Linked DNA regions of Mus musculus: regions 1, 3, 4, 5 and 6 are each linked to region 2. Evidence: chromatin contacts called from public promoter capture Hi-C data. All regions are on one chromosome and are shown on one strand. The core of a region is the stretch at or near the end of the contact, and the rest is flanking DNA. Distances in the headings are between cores, read along the strand shown. Region 1 holds the start of Plekhg6 (pleckstrin homology domain containing, family G (with RhoGef domain) member 6). Region 2 holds the start of Parp11 (poly (ADP-ribose) polymerase family, member 11). Region 3 holds the start of Gabarapl1 (gamma-aminobutyric acid (GABA) A receptor-associated protein-like 1). Region 4 holds the start of Vamp1 (vesicle-associated membrane protein 1). Region 5 holds the start of Tnfrsf1a (tumor necrosis factor receptor superfamily, member 1a). Region 6 holds the start of Ltbr (lymphotoxin B receptor).

Region 1 (3,978 bases), core at 1,393-3,892, 2.1 Mb after region 2:
GGCATTCTCTCATTTGTCTCTAGATTCCTTAGACCTTGCACAGGTGGCCAGGAGGAAGGAAGGCAGGGAGAACTGGAGCCCAAGGCTGATGTGAGGCACCAGCAGCTAGACCCAGTGGCCTTGTATGCATTGTCTTCCGTGATCTGCCACCTCCTGCTCACGTCCCCAGTCTGTCCCCAACTCTTCAGCAAAGACATAGCTCCCATTGGCTGCCTCCTGTTGCTAGGAACTTCCAGTACCTCATTGACATAGGTGGCCTGCCTCTCCCCAGAGATGTGGACTGGGTCAGACTTAGGGATCAGGCTCATCTTCTGTACCCTCCCACCTCTTGGAGCTTTATGCCAACCCCACAAGTGCCACCTGGCCCCAAAGTTACTTTCCAGACAGAGCCTTTCGATTCTCCAATCTCAGATCCTAGGACACCTATCAGCTGTAGGGTCAAGCGGGGGCCTGATGAAGAACATCTGGCCCACAGAGGAAACTGAGGCACAGTGGGTCAAGGAGTGTGATCCTTGTTATGGCTACCAGGAACTTCTAAGGAAGCAGAAAAGGAAAAGAGGTATCCAGGGGGTCCCCTCTGTCCTGACCAGTGACTCCCCACCCCTCCCGGCAGAGTCCCAGCCTCTGGCAAACTCCTCATCTTCAGGAGACTACGCAGTTCCTCTGCTTGTGTTTCCTTCTCAGCCCGCCCCAGGAGTCTGTCCTCCACAGCACGGGAGAGCTCGGTGGAAGGGGCAGTTGTAGAGAGGACAGCTGGACAGAGCCAGAATAGAAGGAAGGAATGGACCAAGAGAGCCTGCGAGTCCACCTGCCCACACACCTGCAGCTGGCCACACCTCTGTCTTTAGCTTTGTCTGGGAACCTCTCCTCCCAGGGAGACTTGATACAGGCCCCAGGGTACTGGGAGGTGGAGGTGGGACCTCAGCCCTGAGGGAATGGAAAGGGTTAACTCTGCCTGGGTCTATGGGAGACATCAGAAGCTCACTCCAGGGGCATGTAAGTCCAGGATTTCTCTCCTACCTTCTCAATTCCAATTTCCCTCTTTCTCCTCCTTCCACCTTTGTCTGAGAATCAGTGGGAGGAGAAGTCCTCAGCACCAGTGTCTTTGGGGTGTCATTTAATATGGCCAGTAATCAGCACCAACTGGTTCATTAACTCTCTCTCTCTCTCTCATGGCTACTCATCATCCCTGGATATGTCTTCCTCTTCTCCTGGCCCCCCACAGTGTGAATGCTAGGAACAGGCAAAACCTGCATTCTTGACAAACATGGTTCTCATCCAACTCCTTCTCCGCTCCCCCCCCTACACACACACCTGGGGGGGCAGAAGGCAGGATGGAGGCAACCACAGGTCAGGACAGCTCCTCTGTAACACTGAGACCTCACAACATCATATTCTAAAAAAGTACACTGAAGGACAAATCTGTGACTGGGAACAGGAACACACATTCAAGCAACCGATGGCAAAGATGCCTCTCCAGGCTGAAAGGAGCCATGGGAGAGGGTGAGAATTAGAGGTGTTTTTGTTTTGTTTTGTTTTGTTTTTGTTTTGTTTTGTTTTTGTTTTGTTTTGTTTTGTTTTTCCTCTGAACACAGGGAGACACTTCTGAAAGGGTTTTGTGTACTTCGGGATGCTTTGTGTGGTAAGAGGTTGCACCAGACCCAGTCTAGTCCATTGGCGGAAGGAAGATCCCAAAGTGGACCTCAGACCTGCCCATCTCCCCGCCCCCTCCCCCCCCCCCCCACCGAGACTTCCACCTCTGGATCACACATCCATGGGATGATATAACTCTCAGTTCTTCCCTCAGACCAGACGACAGGACTTGGGAATGTGGGGGCGGGGGGGCGGGGATGCCTTTCACATCACGCCCAGCCAGTGCTGTACCACTTCGGAGAAACTGTTCAGTCTGTGTAGCCCTTGGGAAGGCCACACTGGCCCAAGTGCAGTCCGGTGGGAGGGTACCCTCCCCTGGTATGCCCCCTCCCTCCAGGCTTAAGTAATGAGAGTAGTGTTGGGTATGGTCTAAGCTTGGCCCCTGATGCCTCCCTCAATAAGACACAAAGTCCACAGAACCTTCCTCCCTGTTGCCAGGGCAGGCCAGCAGGTTCACTGGAGATAAGGGCTACACTTTGGACTCCATGGCCAGAGGACAGCCATGGGGCTGAGAATCCTTGGGCCTCCGCCCTTCCTGATGCTAGGCTGGCTCCCTTTCAGGGTAACGGTCTAGGACAGGCAAGAGGGGCCTGGTGCAAACAAGGGATGTGTACCTGCCACAGGTCGCTTGGTCATTACCTCACCGCCTCCGCATAGCGGCGCCCAACCTTTCATTTATCCCTCATTACCCTGGCGCCTGGCAGGGGTCTGGCCGGGAAGGGAGGACACGCTGGTGGCCTGCGGGTGGCACAAGGTTCCAGCCCCTGGCCCCGACCAGGTGACAGATTGCTGGTTAGTTCAGGTGCAAAAGAAAGGGAAAGGTGCGCACCGAGAAGTGAGCACTCCTGGTCTGGGGTTGGTGTACGGAGAGTCCGGCTCCCTACCCTCTCTGTCCGGGTGACCAGGACCGCGACGCTGCAAGGCCCGCAGGGAGGGGGAGGTGCCAGCCCACGTCCCGCCCCTCTGCCTCCACCTTCACCTCCCTTCCCGGCCCCGTGCTGCCTGGTCCCGCGGGCCGCTCGGTCCTAGTCCCAGGCTGGGACAGTGGGGCTGCCATCGCCAAGGAAGCTGACAACGACCCAGATTTCCACAGTATCCAGCGGACGTCAAGGACAGCGGAAGCTCGGACACCTGCGCTCACAGGTGAGCACTTGGGAGGGCGAGTGCCGGGCGGCCAGGGAACCGGGGATCTGGGACAGGGTCGCGGGGCCTCAGAAGGAGGAGGGAAGGAGGCTGGGTACGAGGGAGGGAGAAAAGCTGGGCCTGGGAAAAGATAGAAAAGGTGGACGTGGGGAGAGATAGTAAGGGGGAGGGAGAAGGAGGGGCGGGGGACTGCCTTCGGGGGCTGGACTGTTGTTGTCCCGGGGCGGGAGACACAATGAACAATCTCCTCTGCGAGTAAGTCAGAGTAAGCTAGGAGAGAGAAATGGGAGGTTTCTAGAGCCCAGTTGGTGGGAAACCAACCCCTGTATAGGGTTCTTGAGTCCAGTTCCCATTAAGGGCCTCTTCCCTTCAGGCCCTGCCCACTGCAAGGGATGGGTCTTCCATCCAGGCTTAGAAAGGAGGGGTGGAGTCCTGCATCTGACTTCCAGCTCTATCCCTGGTGGTGCCCTCGGCGGCCAGGAAAGGAGCTTAGTGGGAGACCAGCGGGCTGCCTCAACTAGGGGCATCCCTCCAGACCCTGTCTGACAGCTCTCCTGACTTCGCCAGATTGTACGTGGACGTGTGGGGTTTCCAGGTAAGGCATGTACAGACTTCTCAGTAAAGGGACAGAAAAGCTATATTGTAGAGTCTCTTGTCTATTGAGTCTCAGTTGCGACTAACTGAAAAGCAGCCAAGGATGGCCAGCCGACCAGTAAGGGTGGCTGGCTGGCTGAACCGTGATAAAACTAGCTGTAACTCATGGAGTGTGAACTGGGTGTATTGTTCTCTTTCCCCAAATATTATTTTTCCTTTTTTGCCCCCCCCCATTATTTAAAAATGTAAACGTTGCAAAGCATGATAGAATACATCTGTGATCATAGCACTCTAGAAACTGAGGCAGGGGGATGCAGAGTTGGAAGGTAGCCTAGACTGGGTTACACTGTGTGTCAGCCTGGGCTATATTAAGAGGTCCTCCTATCTCAAATCAGAAAATAAAATAAAAGCCGTTCTTAACCCATAGTCTGTTCCAACATGAGAAACCCACTTGTCTGTCTCTAGTCAGCTTTACCTGTCCCAGTTCATGGTGTTTGTGCAGTGTTGACAAAGGTAATACAGGAAAGGAGACATCTAGGTACAAGAGACCGCCTTCTACCTGGGGCTATCTAGAGTGCTAGAGATTTC
Region 2 (3,790 bases), core at 782-3,281:
AACTCCAATGCCAGGGAATGTAATGCCCTCTTCTGGCATCCGAGGGCACTGCATGGATGTGGTACCCAAACATACAGGCAATCAAAACACCCATAAACATATGAGATATTTTTTTCAAAAACTAAGCTGTGTTTATTGACAACATTCTGGTGCTCACAGGAGAAGAAAAGGTAAACAATCAAGGCCAAAACCAAAATAAAGAAAAACAATACCAACAGAACTCAGCCATATGAGGATGGGCCAGAGCACAGAAAACACAAGGCTGTGTGTTCATTAGTAATAACAAAAGTCAGCTTGCTTAGCAAAACTTAAAAGTCTTACCTATGATTTCACAGAAGAGTGCTCCCTCCCACCCCCCCTTTTTTTCCCCAAGAAAATGGTTTTTATAATAAACCAAACACATGAAACCCTCACTAGATCCTTTGTAATTCTCACCAGGGTATAAATGGCCCAACAATACAGATAGAAGTGTGATCCTGAAGGAAAGAGGTACAGAGTGAGCACAGAACCCTTAGTGCATTCCTGTGCCAGTCACTGTCAAGAATTCAACAAGCATTTCTTGTGCAACAGGAGCTGTTCTCTAGTTGAACACACAACTCAGAGGATTTGAAGTACGTGACCTTGAACAGAATATATACACTGCTGACGTATGTTGTGGGGAAATCAACACAAAGGGGCGGGGCGGCTGGTAAAAACCAACTCCATATTGACATGTAAGAGATGGATACTGATGACACTTAATAGTTAACAGTGAACAGCGTGTATGTATGAACAGCTATCCCAATTTTGCTAAAATCACATCCAAACGTATACTTTCCTCTGCCCTGATCTGATGACAGTATTAGTGTATGAATCAAAACTATCTGGTAACTGTCATGATGGAATGGGATGGAATGGAACTACAATGTGGACTGAATCCCAATTCATGGGCTCATTTCTAATCAGGTACTAACTTTCAGACGTGGGAAAATTTACTGATAGACTTAACTGATAATACACTTAAGTAGGAAGTAGGTTACTGGTTTTGTGAGGGAAAGCAAAAGGGTTACTTCAAGTATTGACTTAGAGGGTTATTGAAGTCAAATTAATGGTTAGCTCAGCTTCTGAGGTAGTTTCACAAACTAAGTCCACAAATTTCTTGAAATGCGATTCTGCCCATCGACCCCGAAGTTTTAAGTTCAGCGTACATTTTTCTCACTATTACATTCCCATAACAAGATCTGAATACTCTTGACAAATAGATCTGAATCCTCATTCATGGCGGGTAGGAGTTTGAATGAACGAACGAATGAATGAACGAACGAACCAATGAATGAAAGCAAGTATTAAAAAAAAATGCCTGCAGACATAAGACCTACTGAAGGCAAACAAAGGATTCCAGATCATTGTTCTAACCACGGAAAGAAAACATTTAAGAACGTCATCCCCTGAAACTCATATAGAGGATCCTCCATGCTCTGTAGCTCCAAAAAGAAGGAGCAACGAGGGTGCGGGGGTCGAAAGGAACTAGCAGGTTCGAAAGCCAGTAACTTCAACTGGAAAGCAGAATACAAAATATAAAATGAGGGAAAAAAGCGAAGACAGAGAAGCCCCCGGAAGTAAAATCAACAATCGGGAAAGGAAAGCAACAGCGTAGAAGCGGCCACCGAACGCTCCCACGGCTCAAAGCTGCGAGTCCACGGCCCGCAGGAGGCCCCCGCGAAGCGGGACAGCCACGACCCCGGAACGCAAACCCCCAGCCTGAGGCACCGCGGGGGCGAGTTCCCGGGAACGCCTCCCCGCCCTTCTCAGGCAACCCCGCCCACTGGGCCCGCCCCGTCCCGCCGGCTACTCACCGGATTCGCTTCCCACATAACGGTGCGAAATCGAGCGGAGAGAGCCTGGGGGAGGGGCTAGCCGTGGGGTCGATATGGTGGGCTTTTTCCGAGGGTCCCCAGGAGCGAAAGGACCGAAAGGCACCCTTTACGGAAGCCTTCCTTCTCCCCCTCCCCGTCACAAGCTGGCGTCTTCGGACCATCGAACCTCCCGACTTCCGCCTGGATCCAGCCAATCAGTGGCGGTCCCGCCCACCGCAAACTCGCTCCGCCTCTATGGCGCCCTTGGAACTTCCGCGCGTGCTGTCGCGGGCCGCCTTTACCTGTGTGGTAAAGCTGTTTGAAGCCGGCCATCATACCCACCACGTGATCGTCAAGCGTGGCAGGCTGCGTTTCCTCCATGCAGAACCTACGTTTATTAAAGATCACCTTATACCGAGTTTAGTGGCCAACCAAGTACTAGGCCTGAGAAGCACAACTCGACCAATGGCTTAAAGGTTAAAGCTTCAAACCTCTTTGTTGTTTGCAACATCCTCGAATTGGAGGTGATGATAGTTCTACCTGAGGGTGTAAATGAGCTTGCTGAAATCAGGTGCTTAGGTGTTTGCAATCTAGAAAATAATAAATAAATAAAGGGAGCTATTGGCCACGTGTCACTGGGCTTGGACGTGAACACTGACCAATATGTTGTCCCTGTCCTCGTGGATTTTAGAATCGACAGAAGAAAGCAAAAAGTAATTTGGAAACGCAAGAATGTAAAAACGTGAAATTTTAGACAGCATGGCAAATATGGAGGTTTCCAAGCAGGTTTACCTGAGTGCCTTGAATGCTAAGGCCTCAAATAGGTTCTTACACCGGTCACAAAAGAGGTACGATGGAAGAATATTCTTAAAGGCAAAGAAGTAGTGTGAGACTATAGGTGTATTTTTAAAAATAGGTCAAAGAATGACCACAGATTCAGAACCTGATTGTTTTTTACATTTTAATATATTTTTCCATTCCCATGTGTATGAATCTATTTCTTCAGACTATAGCATTCCATAGTTTACATGTTACACACATATCTTAAATAATCTACTGTGAGAGACACAAGTTACTATGTAACAAAAATTACTATAATCACTATTTTTGTTCAGACATTCATTAACCTCTTTGGAACGAATTCTTAGAAATGATACTGTTCAATAAGAAATTCTAAAAATTGTTGCCAAATGGTTAACCAGTTGCCCAAATACTTATTGCATAGCATAATTATTTTTTCTTACTACTTTGAAGTACATTTGCTAAATTTGCATGCATATGCATATATACATATATTCCTGAATATTCTTATCTGCTAATCCTCTGCTTATTCCTATGCTTTGCCATGCTATTATAATGTATAGATTCCTAATGTACTTGCTCTTTGATAAGAAATATCTCCTAATTTTCTTTTTCAGTTTTTTTCAAAATAATGAGTTCTCATCCAGAACACACTTCTTCCTGTATTTCAGGCCATGTGTCGGGAGTCGGGCTGGGCTGGGTATATGAACCCAGAACCTCACACATGCTAAACACCTCTTCCACCACTGAGTTATGCCCCTCCTGCCTAGGTCTCTGATATCTTTAAGTACATTAAAGCTATTTTTACAACAACCTTTATGTGTTTGATTTGGCTATTTTATAGGTTTTTTTTTTTCCAAGTGAAACAGTTTTCATTGCTCTAATTTAGGAAAGCTGTTGACTTTTGTAAACTTACCGTGTCATATCACCTTGCTAACTCTTAAGGCTTCAAAGAAAATGAAGTATAACTCTCAACCCTCAAAAGATTTTGTCCTAACTTCCCTGGTTAACTTGCCTTGTCGAGACCCACTCGGCCTTGAAAAGGACTAGCCCACAGTTGCTTCAATTGCTACTGCTCCCTTCTCAAGGCTAGCTAGCATCATCCTGATACTACAGCTTATTAAAAGTAATCAGGATCTATTCGTGTAGCTCAA
Region 3 (4,344 bases), core at 510-3,009, 2.1 Mb before region 2:
GGGATTTTAATGCTGTGACGAGAGTCGGTGAGTACACAGACAAGGCATTCAGAGTGCTGCCAGCTGTGTGGTCCATGTGTAATTTTAAAATATTAAGTGGGGCTGACAAACTGAGAGAAATTTTGAAAGCAATCCTCCACAGTCCTGAGCTCAAGGAAATAACATGTGAAGGACTGTGTAGTAGGAAGGCATGACTGGAGTGTGCCCAGCCGTTCTGGAAGAGCCATGTATATGTAATTTCTGGAGAATGGTGGAATAGTTAGCTCTCTTCTTCCTCATAGAAAATGGGGCTGAGGGTAGAAAATGGGGCTGAGGGTAGAAAATGGGGCTGAGGGCTTTCTCTTGCTGGACCTCCGTTTCTTCTGGTAGCCCTGGCTGAGATAAAGAATAAGGAAGAAGTCCCTCCCCCCTATTACTTATGCATCAAAAAAAAAAATTATCAGGTTAGCACAGCTCTTTTACCCTTCAAAGTTAGAGGAACGCCAACCTAATATAACATCATTGCCTGTACAAATAAAGAGAACGATTTTTTAAAGTCCCTGGTCCTCTATCCACCATATTTAAAAGCGATGTCATCCTTTGCTTCCAATTCTGCTGCGCAGCCTTCAAAAGAGGAGGAAAAAAAAAAAGGCAAGTGGGCGGGGGAGGGGGTAAAGTGGAAAACACCCGGATGCTGAAGACTCCCTTAGTATTTTTCTCCCCACTGCATGAACTAGGTATTAGCTGCTTAAATCGGGGTATAATTAATGGAGGAAACGGTTCTCAGTACTGGTTCTTGAGATCCAAGAGCCCACCCACCTATCACAGTGCAGAGCACGGACCTTCTTTTTCCACACATGGCCCAGGAGACAATAATGAGGTGGAGGCAGGCATGACCTTGTTTGAGGGCCCGCCTGGTGAAGCCCCTCACCCCACCCCACCCCCAATTCTAAAAAAAAAAAAAAAAAAAAAACGCAGGTCAGAATCTAGGGGCTTCTCGAGTTTTTCCTCCTACGCTCAAGGAAATGGGAAGGAGACTCGTTTTCATGGAGAACCAATTGAGCAGACATGGATGGGCACAAGGCTCATCTCACCTGCTGCTACAGGGTTGGGACGCGTTTTTCTATAGCATATCCTATCTGCGGCCCCCAACCAGTCGCCCCCGCACACACAGGCCTCGCCACGCGCACATCCCAACCTCCATGGGTGCTGAATCCTGCTGACTCACCCACCACGCGCACGCTGCGCTTTCGAGATGCCAAAAGTGGCTACAGGCCCTGGGGATACAAGCTTGTCAAAGCCGGTCAAGAATACTTGATTCCGATGACCCTCCTGTGCCAGGGCCACCCGCCATCGCCAGGCTACCTCGGTAGCTCCAGGGCAACCAGCTCCCAAACTCCTCAAGCTTGCCTTCTCCCTCCCCGCCCCCACTCACCGGCACCCGGTCCGGGTATTTCTTCCTAATCTTTTCACCTTCCTTTTTCCGATACTCGAAGGGGTGGTCCTCCTTATACTGGAACTTCATGATGGACCTCAGGATGTAGGGGCTCCCCGGACGGGGCCTGCTGCGCGCGCTGATGACTGCGTCTCGCGTCTGGCCACCCCCAGTCAATGTCAGCCTTATCACAATCGCTCCACCCGCGTCAGCTCCCACGCGCCAGTCGCCGCACTACGTGGCTAAACGTCCAGAGAAGGACCTGGAGATCTCGCGGCCTGAAGGTAAAGGACCACCAGGTAAAGAAATAGGGTGGCTTTTCCCAAGAGCTGGAAACACAAAAACACCAGGGCGGTGCTGTGACATCACGACGCCCCACCCCCGCTCCGCCCCCGGCGCTAAGGACCTGCTGGATCCGGGTGGACAGAAGCTTTGTTTATTTGTGTATCTTCTTTTCACCCAAGCTTTTCCTAAACCACTCCATCGAAACGCAAAAATCATGTAGTCGGGTTTTTATTTTTGAGGATTGATATTAAAGGTAATTTGTTAATTCAAAGAATGCTCTAACAAATGTCGTCTTCCCTCCCCTTCAAGTTTCTTGTTTGATGCCCAAAACAAACACAGAGGAAGAAAATCCAGCTGTTTCCAGAGCAATGGAATCAGGAGTCTGGAGTTGGAAAAGTGCCAGGCGTCACGAGATTTGTAGCCCGGGCTGAAATGTCCTGTGCTTGCATTTTGACCTTTGCCTGGCACCCACGACTGGCCTGCCTTCTCTGCCCCAACTCCTCCTTCTGACTGGTGTCCTTATGTTTGGATCTGTGCTAGAATTGGTTCTGAGACAACATAAACAGAGCATGACTCATGGATTTGAAGAAGTGTAAGGGTGAAGAACATGAAGTCATCAAGGTTAGAAGAAGCGATGCCAGCGATGAACACCAGGCTTCACTCACGTTCAAGGAGAGATGAATCCATTCATTTTATAAGGTTCACCCAGAAGCATGGTTGTTGAGTTCTTGAAAATACAGAGGTCAAATCATTTAGGTGTCTATGTTTCCCCAACAATACTTTGCTCTGGGGTGGGTATCACCTGTAGGGTAGTTGTCCTGATGAAAAGGCCTTATTGGGCACCAAAAGCTCTGACTGGCATGCTGGTGGAAGACCCTCAATAGTATAGAGAGAGTCAGCCCAGGCCCCTCTGACATACCGGGTTTCCATCTTAAGACTCTTTGGATGCGGGGTCACCCTTCTGATTCTACTGGCAGTAACTCCAGACCTATATCTTGGGAACATCGGAGATAAAGTTCAAGGATGCTTTGTGCTGTGAAAATAAAATGACTACTAAGTGGTACCAGGCAAGCAGCCCTGTTGCCTGATTTTATGTACATGACTTAGTGATATGGTTATAAAATATGGGCAAAATAAAGTGAACTGAATTTAACTGGCAAAACAAGAACATGAAATACATAGCCCACTTCTTGGTTTTCTCCTGGTAATCTTTCTTACATATGAAGACAAATGAATTGGTATATAATATTGTTGTATTTATTTATTGTTGTTTTTATTTTCAAATTAAAAATAGTTTAATACCCAGCTACTCATTTTACCCTTGACCCAAATACAATTAAGTCTTTCAGAAGAAATTTTACAACCAGTTGAGACAGATCTGGGATGAAAATGGTAATAGTGTTGTTTTCTGAGTAACCTTCAGGTTTGTTTTTTTGTTGTTGTTGTTTTGTTTTTTTTTTTTATAGATGTACAGTCTCAGCTAGTTGAAGGGCAGTTCTTCAGTCCACTGAAAATGTATGCAGTACATGAAAATTTAAAGATGAAATGTTGGTTAATCAGCTCTTAGGATTTTTAAAATGCTAGTCGTTTACATTAGAATGCAAAATGTATTGGGAGCTGGAGAATGGTTCAGTGGTTAAGAACACTGACTGCTCTACTAGAGGACCAGGGTTTGATTTCCAACTCCCACATGACAGCTCAGGAGTATCTGTAACTCCAGTTTCAGGGGACCTAATACCCTCTCTGACCTCTACTACGTTACTGCATGTCCGTGGTGCACATACATACATATAGGCAGAACCCCCACACAAATAAAATAAAAATAAGTCATATTAAAATACAAAATGTATCTATTTTCACAATTTTACTATTGATTCTCAGAAGGTTCTTTAAAATGTTGTACACAGGTACATTTATAAACTAACAATCAGATAAAAAAAAAAACCTTTTAAGTTGCTTTCTTCAACCATACAAAGGGCAGTTTTAAAAGGACCACATTTTCTCATATAGCCACATCAAATGTTTCTTGTACTGTTGTAATTTTTAAGATTGGATCTCTTTGGTTTTTTTATGCATATCAGTAATGGAGAAGATTTCAGAGTAGTACAAGACAAGCAATATGCCCCTGCTCCAGGTGTCTTCTTCCTTCTGGGAAGTAAACTGCACTTTACCTCTGCCGTCATGTCAACCACCACAATGCATCTTAAAATTATCAGTACCTCCCCAATTAGGTAATTCTTCCTAGAGTTTATACCCAGTGTTCTATGCCTCTTAAAACACAGCTCATCATTTTCCCCAGTCATTAGGATTTGGAACTGAATATGAAGTTGTTTTGTTTCTTCTATTTATTTATTTATTTATTTTTTTTTTTTTTTTTTTTTTTTTTTTTTTTTTTGAGACAGGGTTTCTCTGTGTAGTCCTGGCTGTCCTGGAACTCACTTTGTAGACCAGGCTGGCCTCGAACTCGGAAATCCACCTGCCTCTGCCTCCCGAGTGCTGGGATTAAAGGCGTGCGCCACCACCGCCCGGCTGTTTCTTCTATTTATAATTTCTACTATTATATATAAGTCAATGAATAAAAGCCAGAATTAGAGTATTGACCTGGTTGTAACTAGACATAATTTACTAACAAACATCAGAAAACT
Region 4 (3,792 bases), core at 701-3,200, 2.2 Mb after region 2:
AATTTCTTAAGTGCTAAAAAAAAAAAAAATCTTTGCTAGAAAAGTCCAAGAATAAGTACAGTAAAGGTTAAGCCACCAGAAAGTTGCTAAAAAAAAAGTAAATTCCTTGATTAATTACAACAGAACCAAGATGCAGAATCTCTTTTTCCATAACTAAGGGAAATGTTCTAGACACGATGTAATAACCCCAACCGCTTCTCGGCCTTTTGGCTAAGATCAAGATGTAGAAGCCCCTCAGAAAGACTCTATTAGCAGATTACACCAGCTTCTTCCACTTAAAGGGCCGCTTTCCCATTTCCTTCCTAAACATAGAGGAATCTGCAAAGCCATGGGAGCCACAGGATCTGCACTGCTACTGAGCTAGCTAAGCAATCTAGTTCTAGACCAGAGGGAGGGATTTCAATGAGTTGGTAGCAGCTAGTGTTGGAAGGTGTCCAGGATGGTGGCACCAATGACAAGATTAAGGTCAGAGACCTCGTGATTCCCTGCTAGCCACCATGCTTTCTCAACCTCCTTCCAAACATCACACATGAAACTACCTGCAGCCAGTCAACTAAGAAGGACCCCTCCCCTCCCCTAAACATCTAGATCTATGGGCTTGTAAAAACTGCACAGAATGTTAATGCAGAGAACGGATAAAATGGCTGTGAAGCTTTGGAGAACTCACTTTATTTACTATTTGTGGCAGGTAGAAACACTCCACCCTAACCTATTCAGGGAGTTATAACCCTTATGTAATACAAAATCCTGCCCCCCTTTTGCCAATAGAGGCAACACAAGCAGAGTGTAGTGGTGCACACCTTTAATCCCAGCACTTGGAAGCCAGGGGCAGGTGGATCTCTGAGTTCAAGGCCAGCCTTGTCTATAGAGGGAATTCTGAGACAGCCAGGGGTACACAGAGAAACCCTATATGGAAAAGCCAAACAAAGAAGGGGGATAGAGAGAGCGAGGAAGAGGGAGAGAGAGAGGAAGAGGGAGAGAGAGAGGAAGAGGGAACAAACACAAATAAATCTAGCACCAGGCAAGAGATTCAGATAATAAATGAAAAGAAAGAAAATTCTTCATTGTGTGTATGTGATCCTAAAGGGAAGTTCTTAATTTATCTGGCCACAGAAGGGGATGATGCCAAAAAGAGCTAAAGGCTAAACTATGTGTTTTGGATAAAATGAAGAATTCACTGTTCTCCCTATTTCTCCTCCAATATTTATTTGGCTAGGACTTGATCACTGGAAATCGCCTTAGCATAAACAGCTGCATTAAGATTTCATACCACTGTCCCCTGAGACTTTCTGAGCTACTCGCAAGGCGCCACAGAACTAGCAAGTTAAGTTTCTGCAGCTTTGCTCACAGCCATGAGGCAGGTACATCACACTCTGGGTGAGGGGCATGCATAACGCAGAGACTGCGGGCACTCCAAGTCAAGAATGGACAGGAACACCTATAAGTCTTCCCAGAGGCTTTAAGAGTCTGTCAAACAAGAAAGGGTCTCCGAGTTTCCTGTCTGAATCTATACCTCCCCCACTTTTTCCCCTTTGGGGTTCCACGATACAAAGACAAGAGGGGAGGGTGCGGTGTACGTGGGACCCCCGCGCCCTCGCCCTGCCATGGAGTGCCAGCTGCAGTTGGTGCGGGATGGAGCGCTGCCCGCAGTCCGGGGTGGCCCGGTCTGGGGGCGGCGCGAGCTGGTGGTTCCCGGCGTCGCCGCAGCTGCTGCAATGCGCCATTTCCCGTCCCGCAGAGTCGGACACTGCGGGGGAGAGTCGGTAAAGAGGTGTCGAGGACCCTAGAGCAGAGTCAACTCACATTTTTCTGAAAGAGGAAGTGGAGGTCCGTCCCCTCTCTGGAGAATGCAACGAGACGGGCAGGGAGACACTGCGGCTGAAGCAGACGGAACTGTCGAGCGCCGCCTCACACGAAACACCCGGAACTCTAACTGCGGTGGAACTTACTGCAGGTGCAGGGCCGGCTCTCGGCTTTATTAGACATGACCACGCCTCTCGGATGATGTCAAAACCTCCAGGTCCAATCCTCGTGAGAAATGGCCTGCTAGTCCCGCCCCCACAACTACAGCAATTACCATTGTCCTCTTATTTCTATTTCTTCACTGACCAATACAAAAGTGGCTTGCTTAAAGTCCAGCTCAAACTCTGTCTCCGCCGCTGAGTTAGACCTTTTATGGTGCCTACCAGCCAATCGCTGAGCTGGAGACTGCTGTCATTCTTACCGCTCCCGCCCACAGCACCTGGCAGAAGGAAACCCAAGTGACTTAGACGCTGGAATCCAACTGGCTGCGAGGTTCAGCAGTGAATGCATATTCATGAAGTCCTTGGCCACAGGACCACCCCGTCACCATCCCTGCCTGAGACCATAAAACCCACATTCTTCATTCTTCTCTTCCCTATCACGAACTTCATCCCTAAACCTGTTAACACAGCGACTTAGTTAACCCAGCCCAGAAACCTGAACTAAAGTAGACTTCCCTATTTTATGTTTATGCTTTGTTTTGTTTTTTGAGACCTCTCTCTATAGATAGATAGATAGATAGATAGATAGATAGATAGATAGATAGATAGATATAGATATATACATATATACAGATATATAGATACACACACACATATATATGTGTGTATATATATATATATACACACATATATGTATATATATATACACACACATTATGCGTATGTATGTGTGTGTGTGTATATATATATATATATATATATATATATATATATATATACACACACACACACATATGTATATATATATTATGGTACAAGTTTCTGCCTGCATCTATGCATGCTTGGGTGCCCTTGGAGGCCAGAGGAGGGTTATTCCCTAGATGGTTTTGAGTATATGTGAGTGCTGGGAACCAAACCCTCTGCAAAAGCAATATGCTCCCTCCACCACTGAGCCATCTCTCTCCAGCCCCAGCCCTTTCCTCTTTACTCCTCCTCCAAAATCTAAGTAGAATCAATTTTTCCTTCTCAATACTTAAAGACGTTTCTTCTCTCTTCCAGTAGAATCCCTTTCCTAGACATCAGTTGTAAAATTCAACATTATTTTATGCTTCACAGCTTTAAAGGAATCTATAGCTGTGGTTGCGTTTTCCTAGCCTTAGAATTCTTATTTTACATTTAGTGGAAGCTTAGGTTTTGGATGCAGTGTAAATGTTTATATCTTAGGCATCCATGCAAAAGGAAAGAGAACATAGTAACATTAATAGGACAGTTACAACTTGACGTTCAGAGACTCTTTTCCCAGCAGAAACAGAGGCTTGTGTAGTCCAGGCTGGCTTCAAACATGAAATGTAGTCAAGAATGACCTTGAAATTCTGGTCCTCCTACTTCTGCCTCCTGAATGCTAGGACTGCAGAAGTTTACCACCATGCCCAGTTTTCTGCAGCGCTGGTCAGCGTACTCTGTTCCTTTTGCATGCTAGGCATTCACTCTGCCAACTGAGCTCCATCCCCATCCCCCAGAGACTAACTCTCAGGCAATCATGTGTTTCACTCAGATGTCCACATGTTGGTGTCCTGTGTGCAAGCGTTTACGTCTTTGGAGATGCATGCAGCATTTCATTACTGGACAGGACATACTCCTTTTCTCCCTCTGGAACTTCCTTTCAAGGGCCTGGCATTCATTCTGCAAGTTGTGACATTTTGATGTTCATGAGCAGGTATGACAAATACAGTGTGGGTAGAGCCTGACTAAGCTACAGCAAAATTTCTGCCAAATGGCAAAAGAAAGACGGAACGGAAAAGGGGGGACAATTCTAGATTCAAGCCTG
Region 5 (4,169 bases), core at 900-3,399, 2.1 Mb after region 2:
TCTGCCTCTGGGATAGTACATCACCAAGGCCTTGGAACGTCTTTTCCTCCAGAGTATTCTAAAGTCATTTCCACTCCTGTACTGAAACTTTTTAAAAATAGCAAAGTCTTCTTGGCCTTGCCACATCCCTGCCACGGCCATCACTGCCTCATGACCTCAGCACCTCGTCCTACCTGAACACCTCACAGGCACTGTGCTCTGTACTGATAAGGCAGTGGCCAGCCCCATGTAGACTTCAGTAGCCTTCCGTGTGCCTTGTCTTCAGGATCTGCTTCTGTTCACGGTGCCCCCACCCTCACCTGGGCCTCCACAACTGGCTCAGCCTCTCTCCTCTACCTAGCTGGGCCACTGCACTCTGACAGTTATTGTGACATCTACCGTCACAATGAGTAGTGACGTGAGTAGTGACGAGTATCACTGCTAGAGATGAGAAGAGAGAAGCCAAGCTGAGTCCTTTCTGTTTGTGGCATACTTCTTACTCCCCTTTGGGATCATTCACCTAATCTGAATTGGACCTAGCAGGGAAGGAAATGAATAAATATTTAACACAAATCCATCTACTCAATCTTAATAACAACTATGAGGTACTGATCATTGTAGACATTTTGGAAATAAAAGAAACAAAAAGCGGGGGAGTCACATCACATGCCTGCGTTCATGAGGGTAAGGGTGCTGGGCTGAGCCCTAAATCCAGGTGATCTACCCCTAAAGAGAAAAGAATTAAGTGGGTGGGGGAGTTGGAGAACAGCCAGAGGGGCAGCCTTGACAAGTCTCCCAGGAGAGACTGGGAGACAGGACAGGACCAGGAGAAGGGAGGTGACACCCAGGCAGGGTTCTAGGACCACTGCTTTAGAATGGTGTGTAGAGAAAGGGAAGGGAATAGACACAAAGGAGCCACCCCCACCCCCCCACCCCACCCCCGCAAGGAGGCTCTGGAGACTGACCAGAAGAGAATGAGGAGTGAAAGGGGAGGGAGAAAAAGGCAGGTCTCAGGGATAACGCTGGGCCAGGGAGAGGCAGGACCCAGAGAACACTGCGCCGATGGTACAGCCCACCCAGACAGCCAGGGAGCCCCCAGGATCTACACAGAATAATTATGGACACACAGAAATCAAGAGAACATGAACACTAGGCCGAGGCCAGAGAAAAGTACATTTTCCAGTGACGAAAACAAGCTGCTACCAACTTCCCCAATTGGAACTGTGGAATTGGAAACCGTGAGACTGACTTTTGGGTCTGTGGGGAGGGAGCAGGAGGATACATGGCCTAGATAAAGAGGTATTAGCTACTTAAGGAGGGTCACGCCAGGAGGGACCTCTTGTCTGGAAGCAGAAATGGAGGCGGCAGAAGGTCAGAGGCTGTCTCAGGGAGAAGTCTGGGACCGGAAGGCTGCCCAGCTTTGTCCAGTTTCGGGTCCACTCCCAAGCACGCTTTCCCAAACTCGTCCCGCCAAAGCGGTTCTCCTAGCACCCAGTCTTCCAACACCCTGCCCCACGCTGTTCAACCTCGGCCAGAGAAAGAAGGCTTCTCCGTCTAACTCCACTGGCCGAGCAGCTGGCCTGACCACAGCCCAACACGGGCCAGGACCTTGACTGTCAGGGGCCCAGGCTTGCCAGCTTGGCTTGCCAGATTCTCTCCCTCTCAGATTTCTCCCTTCCACATCTCAGGGCAGCCCCAGGTGAGGCACAGCAAACCTGGCGTCAAACTAAAGCACAGAAGCCCCTGCCCCCATCTCTACCCCTAGTACAAGCCCACTCCTGCCCGGCGCCTCGCTAGCAACCCACCCTCCCCTCCAGTCTCCCATCTCACCAGTGACAGCAGCAGGCCAGGCACGGTGGGGAGACCCATGTCCGGCCGGCAGTGGCCTCTCACTCCCCCATTGGGGCTGGGGACAGGGCAGCAATTGACAACGCTCGTGAATGAAGTAAGATGATCGGACCAGGTGGCCCGGGCGATGGCAGCCTGGGCCTCGAGTTCGAGAAGCTGAAAGTCAGAGGCAGATAGAGATCAGGGTACGGTCCTCCAGGACCTCGCACCCAGTAGGCCCGATCATGAGCCAGAGTTCGGAAAACTCGGAGAAAATTTAAGCTGAGGGGAGAGAGAAGGTAGGAGGGGAAGGGAGAGTGGCGGGGGTGGTGTTGCAAGAGCGGGACCGGAAGAGCCTGGGGAGAGGCGAGGGAGGAGGAGGGAGGGAACTAGGAGGAGTGAGGAGAGGGCCAAGGTTCTTTAACGCTTTGTAGCCCGGGTCCCGTAGCTTGGCGCCCCAAACCCACTTAACACCACTTAAGAGCTTGAGAGTCCACAGAATTCCAGTTCGGACTCCTTTGCTTTTGAAGTGGGTGAGCTTAGACCGGTGGACTAACCCCTCTAAGCCTGTTGTCAATTTCACGGAAGGAAGCCAGCCCACCTATCTCACGGGACGGCAGGCGGGAGTTATTAGGGGGAGGGCAATATCTGATGCTCGCCCGCCGAGAACTCCTTTGCTTCGCGCTCTCCCTCCCTCTGAGTTCCCTCTAATCGCACTTTCTTGGACGTTTACCCAGTCAGCCCAAACCGGGAGGGAAATCAAATGTTCTTTTCTACCCTGCCTGGGTCCTGACCCAAGGTCACTCCCACTGACTCTCATCTGTGTCTTCCAGACAAGTCCCTCAGCTGCCCACCATGGCTCGGTCACCAACGGTGGGGCACGGGTGAGGGGGTGTCAGGCAGCACCCTCTCCTAAGCCTTGGTTGTCTCCCCAGTTGTTAATTTGGAGTGAAAAGTGCCTGCCCTGACATAGCAAAGAGAAGCCATGAGAATTCAGGCTTCTGTAAAGGGCTCCCAGGGCCCCCTTTCCAACCTGTGTGAAATAGGGTTTCATTTAGCCCAAGCCGGCTGGCCTCAAACTCACTGTCTAGCTGAGGCTGGCCTTGTACTTCTCATCCTCCCACCTCCTACCTGCTGAGACTACAGGTGTGCACCACCACACCCAGCTCTAGATATCCTGATGCATCCGTTGGGACTGACCTCAAAGATAGTTATACCACAGTCTGTAGCTTTAGGGGTGAGGAAAAAGCCACGGGACTCTGCACACTGGGAGGCTGATCTCGGAGAATCAGGATGCCAGCCGAGCTCCTACTGCAAGGCCCACAGTTCTCTCTGTCCTTTTGAGTAAGACCTTACCTTCTGATAGCATCCCTTACTAGGGATGGCTGCCTCCTGCCATCCCCATTTGGGCAGGTCTTCAGTGCAATGGAACCCTGTAACACCCGGACACTATTCACTCGAGTGCCCTTGAGACTCAATGACCTTCTTTATGCATGCCAGTTCAACCAACCTGCGGTCCTTTAAAAGCAGCTGAGACTTTGAGACTTGGAGGGAAAACCCAGGAATAGGGGCATAGGGCTTGGGGACTTGGAACCAGAGCTCCTGGCCCTTCTCCCTGTGAGCTACCCTGACTTCCAACCTCCAGTATCCTAACCCTGCTGTCTCCTCTCCTCTGTGACCCTGAAGGCAGAGCGGAAGACCAGCTGGAGGTGTCCCTGCTGCTGGAAGCTCACCCCCCTCTATCAGACTGGCCAGTTTTCAATGGGAGCAAGCCAGGAAAAAGAAATGGTGTGTGTGGGTATGTGGTCGGGGGTGGAGGTGGGGCTTCCCCAGCATAGATGAGGCCTTAAGTTTATCCCCAGCACACACACACACACACACACACACACACATACACACACACACACACAAATAGACACAAAACACACTAGCACATTTCTCAAGGCTAGTTTGGTGGTAAGATTCATATTAATATTAGAAGTGTTTGCCACATGTTAAGAATCCTACAATATCAATAATTTGAAAATAATAATTAACAACTCTTCAAGGTCCCATGCTTAATATTACAAGGAACTTTTAATGGTCTATCTGTGCAAACTGCCAAAGCCATTATTACTTAGAAGTTGGAACAAAAGGGGACTTTCCTTCAGGGCTTAGGATAAACGCTGATTTTTCTTAGCACCTTTGAAGCTTTGAGACAACAGGGTACTAGCATGCTCCATAAAACTCGGTTTAAGACCGTAAAAGCAGGTGAATTTGAGGACATGAAAAGCCAGCTAGTTTTACAGAGGAGATATGAGTAAGAGTAAGAGTAGAAAAGGCATCGGCCGGAGAGATGGCTCAGTAGTTAAAAGTACTTGTTG
Region 6 (4,418 bases), core at 1,304-3,803, 2.1 Mb after region 2:
CTTCACACCTTCTGGGAGTCTGAGGGCACTCAGTTCTGGTCTGGTATTGCCCAGTGGACATTGATGAAAGTTTCTGGAAGCTGGTAAAAAGTCCAAGTAACAAAGACAATGCTGTGCTCACTAAGAATTTGAAGATTTCTCATCCGGAGTCTCCATCCCCCAGAAGAAGGTTGGAGAGGTATTATAGTAACCATTTTGTATTGTCTGCCCGAAGTCTCCGTAGGCTGCCAGGAGGTGGGTCGGGTCTCCCCACCTTTCTGAGTCCTGTCACAGAACGTGCCCACACTCCTATACTCACTGCATAAATAGACAAATAAACAGGTGAAAAAAGTCAATGAGACCCCACTAATCTACATGTGAAAACTCACAAACTTTAAAATCCACACTAAAGGTAGCCAACACCTTTAATAGCAGAGCTTGGGAGGCAGAGGAAGGCAGATCTCTGAGTTCAAGCCCAGCCCAGACTACAGAGGGAGTTCCAGGTTAGCCAGAGCTACACAGAGAAACCTTGTCTTGGGGGGAGAATGATGTGAAAAAAAAAGACAGGTCACAAGTGAAAGCTAAGTAAGACAACATGGAGGCTCCTAATTCTCTCTCTCTCTCTCTCTCTCTCTCTCTCTTTCTCTCTCTCTGAATAGTACATGTGAATTTTCCCTAATAAAACATTAAAAAAAAAAAAAAGAAATAGTGAAATGTATCTAGGGCCGCTCCCCACCCACCCGTTCCTTTATGCTGTTAAGAGATCCAAGTGAGTCAAGCCCCTGCCCCAACTCCCTGAGCCCAGAAGGAAGAGAAATCAGAGGTCTGCTATTCAGTATCTCTACCACTGCCAGGGAACCTGGGACAATTGAGACAGACAGGTACCAGCAGAGTGGAGCTGCTGGGCCAGCACCCAGGGAGGGGACAGCACAGAGTGACTATCAAGAGCCCAGGCAGCAGTTAAGAGCATCAACTGCTCTTCTGAAGGTCCTGAGTTCAATTCCCAGCAACCACGTGGTGGCTCATAACCACCACTAAGGAGATCTGACTCCCTCTTCTGGAGTGTCTGATGATAGCTACAGTGTACTTACATATAATAATAAATAAATCTTTTTTTTAAAAAAAGTATACACTTAAAAAAAAAAAGCCCAGGCAAGTTCCCCCCCACCCCGCCCCGCTCTGTTCCCCCCTCTCCCCAGGTCTTCTCTAAAACTCAATCCCTTGCCAGCATTTCGAGGCTCCACCGAAAGCCTGTCTGGATATCTGATCCACCATGGAAAAGGTCAGTTCTCAGGTGAGCTATTGCAAGAGAAGGCTTTCCCTCATTCCAAATGAGAGTCCAACCCCACCCCCCACCCCCGAGTCACAAGGGAGGCAGGACAGATGTTGCCATGGGCTGGGATCTGAAAATCAGATCTGGACTGCAGTTAAGTTCTTCCAGAGTGGCTAAGCGGTGTGGACAGCCTTCATTTACACAACGAATATGTACCTGGCCAGTGGCATAAGCCAGATCATGCTAGACTCCGTGAGCCTAGACTAAATAGCCAAACCAGGCCACGGGCCAGCCAATAGCCTAGTAAGGAGCACAGGGCAGACATTAGGGTTCCTTGGGGGCTCCATGGCTGTTTTCTTAATAGAAATTTAGAGGGGTGTGTGTGTGAAGGGGGCTGGGGGGGGGGGTTGGGAATCAGTAGACGTGGGAAAAAGGGGTGTCACATACTTCCAGCAGCTCTGGGCTATTAATGGCAGGAAGAAAAGGCCCACCAGGCTTAACGATCTTGGAACCCTGTGCACCGCTGCCTGGCACCCTGGGCAGGTCTTCTCTAGAAAGTAAGGTACCTACACTGGCTGGGCTCTCAGGTCCCTCGGTTTAAGAGAGTTATAGGCTTATGTGCACACACGCTGGAACTAGGCTACCCAGCCCCAGCCCAGAAGCCCCCACTCACCAGGACCTGGGTTTACACACGCCCACCCTTCCGTGAGAGAGGTCCCAGAGGAGAGGACAGATTCAGGGCCAGCTGAACTCTCTCCAGTGTCTTGTGGTGTGCGCCCTGGTGTGTGGCGTGGGTGGGCTTGTTACTGTGGAAGCTTCTTTTTAAAAAGTCACAGAGTGGAGCAGGCCCTCAGTCTCTGCCAAGTGGGATGCCTGGCCAGACGCTGGCTGCATCTGCTAACCACCTCTGGGTATCCTGGCTGGGTGCACTGTCAATCCCTGGCGCCTCCTCTTTGCAAATCTGACACCCAGCTGTCCACAGCTCTCTGCCTCAACGTCCACGGCAGGTCAACCAAGTCAGCTCTGCCTCGGGCTCTCGGAGGTGGGCCTGACTGATGGCTAGCCACTGTCTCTGCTGCCCCCCTTTCGGCCAGCAAGCGATCCTAATCCGCAATCCCCTCTGAGAGCCAGGCTTCCGAAGAAAGGTGGAGGCCGGGTTCCGGGCCTGCAGCTCTCACGTGCTTTCCCGGCCACCCCCTCCCGCCCTGCGTCGAGGCGGCCAAGCCTGTTCCTCTTCCCCCCCCCCGTCGCGATTGCGACAGGCCGGCCTCTGCTCCCAGGGCTCCCTGCCCCCGCCCCCGGCCGGCTCGCTCCACTCCCACTTCCTGAGCCCGGCGCTGGAGCCCTGGAGGCCAGGCCCGGCCGCTCCCGGCCCCCGGGGGCACGTCGGCCCAGCCGCCAGGCTTGGGAAGTCGTGGCCAACGCTGCTCAGGACGTCCGGGCTTCCCACCTTCCTCCTAGGACTCCACCCGGTCTGGTCAGCCGAGCCGAAAGGCCGCCATGCGCCTGCCCCGGGCCTCCTCTCCCTGCGGCCTGGCCTGGGGGCCACTCCTGCTGGGACTCAGCGGGCTTCTGGTGGCCTCTCAGCCCCAGCTGGTGAGGGAGGGGCTAGGTGGGATGGACCAGGTTTCTCTCTAGCCCTTCTGCCCTCCAGAGCTGACCCTGCCTCATTCTTCTCTTTCTCCGCCTCCTCTGGAAGGTGCCCCCTTATCGCATAGAAAACCAGACTTGCTGGGACCAGGACAAGGAATACTACGAGCCCATGCACGACGTCTGCTGCTCCCGCTGTCCCCCAGGTGAGAACAGTGGCTCCAAGTGGCTTGGGTGGTAGAGGTGAGCCAGAATGAGCCAGCACTGCTAAAACTAGCCAGGAAGGAGAGTCTACGAAGCATTAGCATTGTCCCACGGACACTGAGATTTGAAGAGGTAGCGGCATGTAGCCATGAAGACAGGATGGGGACAAAGAGACCAAGGAGAGGCTCCGAGGCATGCAGCAAGCAGAGGCAGCGGACGCAGAGATGGACTTCTTGTCTCCTGATAACCCTCTTTCCCCATTCGCCTCATAGGCGAGTTTGTCTTTGCGGTATGCAGCCGCAGCCAAGACACGGTTTGCAAGACTTGCCCCCATAATTCCTATAATGAACACTGGAACCATCTCTCCACCTGCCAGCTGTGCCGCCCCTGTGACATTGGTAAGTGGGGACTCATCTGGATCTGCATGATGGGTACGACTGGGAGGGCCAGCTCCTCTCTGACTCTTCCCTCTCCCTGACAGTGCTGGGCTTTGAGGAGGTTGCCCCTTGCACCAGCGATCGGAAAGCCGAGTGCCGCTGTCAGCCGGGGATGTCCTGTGTGTATCTGGACAATGAGTGTGTGCACTGTGAGGAGGAGCGGCTTGTACTCTGCCAGCCTGGCACAGAAGCCGAGGTCACAGGTCAGAGGTCACTGAGGGCAGCCAGTAAAGGGAGGCTGGGCATCAAGGGCAAGGAACGTGATACTGTGCGCATGGTGCTTCTCCCCACTGGTACTGTGAGTGTGGTACCTCTGCCCACTGGGAGAACCATAAAGAATCTATCAGTCCTTGAAAAAGGCTCACAGGAGGGGGTCTGCCAAGACATGAACTGGTATGAGGAGCTTAGAAGGTAGCTCCCTCCTGTCAGCCCTGGGGAAGCTTGGGCAAAACGGCAGGCTGCAAAGCCAAGCTTGGGAAAGGTAGCAACTACAGAGCAGAATGGTTGGCAAAGAGGGGACGTAAAGGAAGGCCACCGAGTCCTCACACTTACCCACTCACCCCCACTGGCCTGCCTTTCTTTTGCCAGATGAAATTATGGATACTGACGTCAACTGTGTCCCCTGTAAGCCGGGACACTTCCAGAACACTTCCTCCCCTCGAGCCCGCTGTCAACCCCATACCAGGTGAGAGGGCCCTTCCCCCACTCACCTCCAGGAAACCCAAGGGTTGTCATCTCCTCCATCCTTGACTTCCGGCCATCCCGACCATGTGTTCCTGGAGCCAGTCACCAAGGGGAGCAGGGAGAAGCTCACAGTCTTGTTTCTCCACAGATGTGAGATCCAGGGCCTGGTGGAGGCAGCTCCAGGTACCTCCTACTCGGATACCATCTGTAAAAATCCCCCAGAGCCAGGTAAGACACCGGGCTGAGGAACA

What was found. Promoter capture Hi-C pulls out the DNA fragments that hold promoters and counts their contacts.
Region 1: a promoter capture Hi-C map of embryonic stem cells shows a contact between it and region 2, with 2.2 times the contacts expected there. The contact joins the promoter of Plekhg6 here to the promoter of Parp11 in region 2. A contact is called at or near these places in 4 of 39 promoter capture datasets (the 3T3-L1 cell line, the C10 cell line, embryonic stem cells and 1 more).
Region 3: a contact with region 2 is called in a promoter capture Hi-C map of liver, with 4 times the contacts expected there. The contact joins the promoter of Gabarapl1 here to the promoter of Parp11 in region 2. A contact is called at or near these places in 3 of 39 promoter capture datasets (liver and pre-B cells) and 1 of 484 Hi-C or Micro-C datasets (uterus).
Region 4: a promoter capture Hi-C map of hippocampal neurons shows a contact between it and region 2, with 6 times the contacts expected there. The contact joins the promoter of Vamp1 here to the promoter of Parp11 in region 2. A contact is called at or near these places in 2 of 39 promoter capture datasets (hippocampal neurons and pre-B cells).
Region 5: a promoter capture Hi-C map of liver shows a contact between it and region 2, with 4 times the contacts expected there. The contact joins the promoter of Tnfrsf1a here to the promoter of Parp11 in region 2. A contact is called at or near these places in 2 of 39 promoter capture datasets (hippocampal neurons and liver).
Region 6: a promoter capture Hi-C map of hippocampal neurons shows a contact between it and region 2, with 4 times the contacts expected there. The contact joins the promoter of Ltbr here to the promoter of Parp11 in region 2. A contact is called at or near these places in 3 of 39 promoter capture datasets (the 3T3-L1 cell line, hippocampal neurons and liver) and 1 of 9 other capture datasets (macrophages).

What each region holds. Positions count from the first base shown.
Region 1 is chr6:125,379,168-125,383,145 of GRCm38.p6, reverse strand. Plekhg6 (pleckstrin homology domain containing, family G (with RhoGef domain) member 6) reads left to right here and starts at 2,642. Exons shown (of 17, transcript NM_198604.2): 1 at 2,642-2,796; 2 at 3,170-3,391.
Region 2 is chr6:127,451,868-127,455,657 of GRCm38.p6, reverse strand. Parp11 (poly (ADP-ribose) polymerase family, member 11) reads right to left here and starts at 2,031. Exons shown (of 9, transcript NM_181402.4): 1 at 1,836-2,031.
Region 3 is chr6:129,530,607-129,534,950 of GRCm38.p6, reverse strand. It overlaps Gabarapl1 (gamma-aminobutyric acid (GABA) A receptor-associated protein-like 1), which reads right to left and starts at 1,759. Exons shown (of 4, transcript NM_020590.4): 1 at 1,415-1,759. The coding sequence starts at 1,504. It overlaps 1700101I11Rik (RIKEN cDNA 1700101I11 gene), which reads left to right and starts at 1,667. Exons shown (of 2, transcript NR_045270.2): 1 at 1,667-1,713; 2 at 2,009-3,004.
Region 4 is chr6:125,213,739-125,217,530 of GRCm38.p6, reverse strand. It overlaps Vamp1 (vesicle-associated membrane protein 1), which reads right to left and starts at 1,950. Exons shown (of 5, transcript NM_009496.3): 1 at 1,804-1,950. The coding sequence starts at 1,805.
Region 5 is chr6:125,347,703-125,351,871 of GRCm38.p6, reverse strand. Tnfrsf1a (tumor necrosis factor receptor superfamily, member 1a) reads right to left here and starts at 2,149. Exons shown (of 10, transcript NM_011609.4): 1 at 1,810-2,149. The coding sequence starts at 1,848.
Region 6 is chr6:125,312,020-125,316,437 of GRCm38.p6, reverse strand. It overlaps Ltbr (lymphotoxin B receptor), which reads left to right and starts at 2,553. Exons shown (of 10, transcript NM_010736.4): 1 at 2,553-2,848; 2 at 2,952-3,048; 3 at 3,319-3,444; 4 at 3,528-3,686; 5 at 4,072-4,168; 6 at 4,316-4,395. The coding sequence starts at 2,753. It also overlaps a transcript of Scnn1a not described here.